2 separate regions of the Mus musculus genome follow, and region 1 is linked to region 2. A link is a contact called in public HiChIP or PLAC-seq data. All regions are on one chromosome and are shown on one strand. The core of a region is the stretch at or near the end of the contact, and the rest is flanking DNA. Distances in the headings are between cores, read along the strand shown.

The links. HiChIP or PLAC-seq counts read pairs in DNA pulled down with a chosen protein or histone mark.
Region 1: a contact with region 2 is called in an H3K27ac HiChIP or PLAC-seq map of oligodendrocyte precursor cells, with 7 times the contacts expected there. The contact joins the promoter of Spry1 here to the enhancer-like site in region 2. A contact is called at or near these places in 9 of 39 promoter capture datasets (the 3T3-L1 cell line, 3T3-L1-derived adipocytes, HPC-7-derived erythroid cells and 5 more), 1 of 15 datasets of contacts at CTCF or cohesin (pro-B cells), 6 of 484 Hi-C or Micro-C datasets (the G1E-ER4 cell line, muscle stem cells, nephron progenitors and 3 more), 2 of 115 datasets of contacts at active chromatin or transcription factors (embryonic stem cells and oligodendrocyte precursor cells) and 1 of 9 other capture datasets (liver).

What each region holds. Positions count from the first base shown.
Region 1 is chr3:37,638,638-37,641,337 of GRCm38.p6, forward strand. Spry1 (sprouty RTK signaling antagonist 1) reads left to right here and starts at 1,310. Exons shown (of 3, transcript NM_011896.3): 1 at 1,310-1,468; 2 at 1,883-2,171.
Region 2 is chr3:37,501,008-37,503,707 of GRCm38.p6, forward strand. The region is part of intron 14 of Spata5 (spermatogenesis associated 5); the gene reads left to right. Among named protein-coding and RNA genes, the nearest start is that of Spata5, 82 kb to the left of the region's middle. Within about 2 kb of position 1,439, at least 27 of the 459 cell types and tissues checked have an H3K27ac peak or open chromatin away from gene starts, as enhancers often do. A contact at or near this core is called in oligodendrocyte precursor cells, where this site is marked.

The sequences.
Region 1 (2,700 bases), core at 60-2,559, 140 kb after region 2:
AAGCAGATCCACTGGAGAAACCTCATTATGCTCCTACATCTGTGAAAAATAGACAAGACACAAAAGCCCCACCAACTCTACATTTGAAAATATGACTTTAACACATCCCCTTGCATGAAGGGTGAACAAACAGCTTCTTGGCTTTTAATACGTTCTATTACCTTCTAGTGCACTTTCTTACTGCTGATCTTCTTCATAGGGAGTGTCCTGGGTTCCTTGCATGTAATTCCACACATAACCGTGAATTCTAAAAACATTCAAAAGCTTGCAAATGCATTATGCCAACAACAACAAAAACTTTATAAAAACTCACTGCAATTGTTAAGACTTAAAAAAAAAATTACTTTGAACCCAAAATATCCTAACTCACATTCACAGGTGATTTAGATCATGGAGTTTTTGTTTATCAAATACCATTCCTGATAAAATTCCCTGGAAAAATATTTTCTATCAATATTTTGGGGGTCTTAGGTTATTTTTAAAACTCTATGGAATTTTTAATTCCACATACAGCCCTTTTCACTACATCCTGAGCTATAGCGTCCATATAATAAATAACCAAATTCCATAGTATGTAAAGACGCAAAAAGCATTCCCAGCTTACTAAAGTCCCCCACCCCGTGACAGACATATGGCTAAAGCTAAAACTTCCTGATGAGTTATGCTTATTTTATTTCATTTAAAATGCATTGGTGTTTTGGACAAAATTATACAAACATTACAAAGCAGGAAGAACTTGGGCCCCGTTTTCTCCCCTTCCCCTCCCCCCGTGTAATTTTAGGGATCGTATCACAAACCAAATGGAGCAATCACTAAAACCCCACAGCAGGAAATCCCACCCTTTAGTGTGTAATTATATTACATTTGCAAAAATGACTGTTCTTTCTGAAACTTTCATATTTCGCATGATCTGAACTTTGCACTTTTCCCTTTATCTGGGGGCACGGTGTCATGGTGTACACATTTTTTTTTCCGTTGTTGTTGGTGGTTTGTTATTGTTTTTTAAATGTTCTTCACAACTCTTTTTAAACTCAACTCTAAGGGTGGCTGCACCAGTCCCCTTAAATTGGAGGCTGACAGCTCACGACTGACAGGGGCCCTGGAATGCCCGCTCCTCCCCAGTTGCGCTCGCAGGACTCCTGCAGGCAATCGACTTTTGTTAGAGCGTCCTCGAGTCCACATCCACGATCGCTGAAATCCTGCTCCGGGTTTTCGTGCAGCCCGCGTGATTGACACATGATATCACCGGGGGCGGGTCCCGGCGTGGAGGTGGAGGTGGCGGCGACGCTGAAATGCTGCGGAGCCCGCGCGCGAGTGCTCAGCACGCAGGGGTTTGCGGCGGCCCCGCAGCCAGAGCTCTGCGGGCTAAGGAGCGGCTGCGAGCGGCGTGCATGTGCCGGGAGGGCCGGCCCCAGGCTCTGCACTAGGTAAGAGCCTTCCCCTCCCGCCGAGGACCTGGCAAGATCAGGTGAGAATGGTGCTTTATTTTATTTTATTTTCGAGGAGCTGGACGTTTTCGGAGCTGGCTCTAGCTCTGTGCCCGGCGCTTTGCGGTCGGCCCTGCAGCGAGTTCCGTAGCCAGGCAGCGAGTTACGCGTGTGCGAACGCGGGCTGGCACCGCCGCGCACCCGCGTGTCTGTGCGCATTGTTGGGGACCGACCCGCCGGGCGCTCGTGCCAGACCTGACTTTTCCCGTCCCTGCGTGCGGGCTTGCCTCGCGCAGACGCGTCTCTCGGACGCGCTTTGGACTGCGGGGCATTCCGTGGGGGCAAAACGTGCACGGCCGTGTGTGTCCGGGGCTCGTGGCTGTCCATCTCGGCGAGCAGGACAGCGTCCCGGGCTGGCAAGGGACTCACGTGTTTCTGTCTCTGCTCGTCTGCAGCCGGCGTGGCGACTGCGGGGACGCGGACCTGCGGGGACCCGAGAGCCCGGGACGACGCCGGGCCGCGCGCCTGACGACCGGGACGGGACGGTGCTGTGGAGCGGGCGCCGCGCGCACCCGGCGGATGTCCCCGAGCCGCCCTCGGCCGCCGCCAACCGCGGAGAAGCGCCCCTGCCCGGGGGCCGCCGAGGCCGCAGCGCGGGCCATGCGCGCCCGGCCGCCCCGCCGCGCTTGATGCGGCGCGCGCTCCGCCCGCTCGGCGCCCCCGGCCGGCGCCGCGGAGGCCGAGGTGAGTGCGGGCGGCAGGTGCGGGCCGGGGCGGGCCGGGCGGTCCTGGCGGTCCTCGCGCAGCCCGTGCCAAGCGCGCGGCACCCGATGGCGCTGGGGACCCAGCGCCCGCCTGTGCTCGGAGCGCAGTGCCGCGGGACGCGGGGAGAGGGCGCTGCCTCCTCCCGCCCGCGAGCTGTTTTCATTCATAACTTTATCCGGCCGGACCTGCCGCGGCTCGGTGCCCCTGAGGTCTCGGCGTGGGGCCCAAGCGCCCGACGGTGCTACCCACACTGCTGTCCGCGGGTGCGCACCGGCTTCGCTCTGGACAGTTGCGGGGTGCCTAGGTGCTCCGCCTGAGCGAACTTGCTTGGGAATGCCCTGTAAAATGCAAATTAAAGCCGTGCCTAGGGGTTTCATAACTCAAACAAGCCGTGCCCACGTCTTCCTTTCTTGTGGATGAGACTTGGCATATTTAAAGTCTTCGTTATGGAGTTTTAAATTTTTAAAAAATAGATATGGCACAGGAGCAAGGATGGGCAGTTTTCTAG
Region 2 (2,700 bases), core at 189-2,688:
TGACATGGAGTTACTGTTCCCTGTTTATTGAAAGATACAGTCGAACAAAGTAGGCATTCTTCCATACTTTTCCCTCTTCCTTGGGCAAAGAAAGAGTTTTCTGTACTTAGTGAATCATGTGACTTTATTGAGCAACATCTTGAAATTACTTAAGTCATCTGCTTGCTACCATAGGAAATGGCAGGACTGGGAGAGAGAAGCAACTTTGGAGGGAGGCCTGTAGAACAAACTCACTGAAATCCCCATTATAGGTTTTATAGTACCTTTCCTTTAGGATATCTTGAGTTTGTGTTCAGTTAAGCCATATTATAAAAGATGTTTTCCTCTGTGAGGAAATAAAGAATATATGGGAATTTTGGTTACATTTTCATTATAGCCTGAGTTATTTGAATTTGTGAGTGATGTGCTGGCATTTTTTAATGTTCAATTCAGAGTGGATGATTGATGCATTTTATTTAAACAAAATCATCTCTTTCTATGATTGTGGTAAGACTTGTGCTCCACGGGCTAATTGTAGAAGTAGTAAAATGAGTAAAACCTGAGCTCAGAATAATGTTCTTTATTTATCCGTCTGCTCCCACCTTCTTTTAGGGTGTTTCCCATAACAGTGTTATTTCTAAAGAGCCAATGAGGAAAGAATCCAAAGGCGTGTAACTTTATTTTTCTTCTGATTTCTAAAGCATCATATGATAGCTTGAGTAGATAGTTAAGAAGCTAAAACAAATGCATGAGTGCTTGACAAGGCTATCTCTGATTCGTTCAAGTTAATCAAGTAAAAAACAAATAAATATGGCAAATTGCTGAGTATTTTGTAAAGTTTGATCAAAATTGTTCTTTTTTTCTTGACCTCGCTTTTCATCCTCAGAATACAATCTCTATTGTTAAAGTTATTTAACTGATGAGATACACTCTACATGCAACCTGTTATAAAAACAAAGCTCTGTCAGGTCAATATTATAAATTTCTAATAATTTTCTTACAATAAAATAAATTATTTAAAACTTTAACTTAAAAATTGCAGATTTAACTCTTAAGTAATTCTTGCTAAGTGAAAGAATATCAGCAGTAAATATTTCAAAATACAGTGCATATAAAAAGGATTATATGCTTACTGTGTCCATGTAGTTTTATATCTAGGTTATCAAACTGATAAAATTCAAGATGAACAATGCCTTTTTCATACGAGCATCTTAGTCCTCTATGGAAAGAAAAATAAAGCCCTGCCAATAGGGCACTAGGGATAGGGTTTCCCTCTTTTGCTGCTCTTTGTGTCCATCATCTTTTCTAGAGCATCACTCCACTAACTCTTCCTGTCAGTATTGGTGGCGACAGCCAGTCTGACCTACAGAAACCCACACTTCTCAGCCTGGAAGTGCTGGTAATTTATCTCACCACCCCCAGTTCGTCTGTGCATGAGTAGCAGGCTTTGTTTGTCTAAAACACATAGTACCGCTTACATGTACTTGGGAGCTGTTGTGAGTCCATAAAGTGTATAGTTTTTCTGAGTATTTCACAAAAGGGAAAAAAAGGGAAAAGCATATATTTTTCCATATAAGACCATTATTTCAAAAATCCAAATAGTTTCATGTGTGAATGTTGTAAATAGGATTGGATTTGTTTGTTCAAGAAACACTTTGGCAGTTCTATAAGAATGAAACACAAGACTGAAACAGGAAGTGTAACTCTGTAATAGAAGCAATGCTGGCATTGTCTTCCTCAGTGTCTTGTTAGAAGCACTGCATGTGGCACACTAAGTCAGGAGGGAAGTTACATGGCTTCGCCCAGTTTCCCGGAGCATCATCTGAGAGCCAGGAGGTGGGGGTGGGGGGGCTTGTATGTTCAAAATAGCAGTGCCTGTTACTTATCAGCTTATATTTTAAACAAACTTTACTGATCCTGAGTTGATATAGCTGAGAGCACCTGAGGGCCTGGTACATAAGCAATCTGTTAGAACATTTCTTTGAGAATGTGTTTGCCATGGGTTACCCAGTTGGAGTGCTGGGCCCTGCATCTGGGTTTGGAATGGCTCATTTCATTGTTTGACTTGAGTTGTGATGAGAAATCAAGCCTGTTAGTTCATGTACGATGAAAGTTCCTGCCTGAGCATGCTGTACTCTTGACAGAGGCTGCTCTTTACCTGTCTTCAACTTGGATAACTTGCTAACCTCTCCAAGGCAAGGGAACTGTGACAAGGTGTCAGTTACTTTCAAAAGTAAATAAATCATAGGCTTTGAGTTTCATTTTAATAATAATGTATCCTTACAGGACCATGATATTGAACCATATGTTTTGTGGTGAATGTTGTACCTTCAAAGTAAAACATTTTAAAAAGTACGATTTAGACAGCCTAGTAGCCTAGTACCTAAGGGAAAATTATTAATTTTCAATAAAAGAACACTGAGCCGTCTTCAACAAAATAAGCTGAGGAGTAGAGAAATGAAGATTTATTTGAAATTTTACCTTATACCTATATTTTCTTTATCAGATCAGGAAGTACTAATATAGCTATAGTGTAAGCATTTTTATATTTAAGAAGTTACTTTAAATGTTTCAAGAAACTTTGTTATAAGCAGCTAAACACGTTGTTATGAGTACACCCACAAGTTAGAAATTTGTGGAATGATGTTAATCTTACTCTGAGAGCAATTCCCTCACAAGGATAGAAACTTCTGCAGCTTATTCTTGTTAACTGGCTAATAC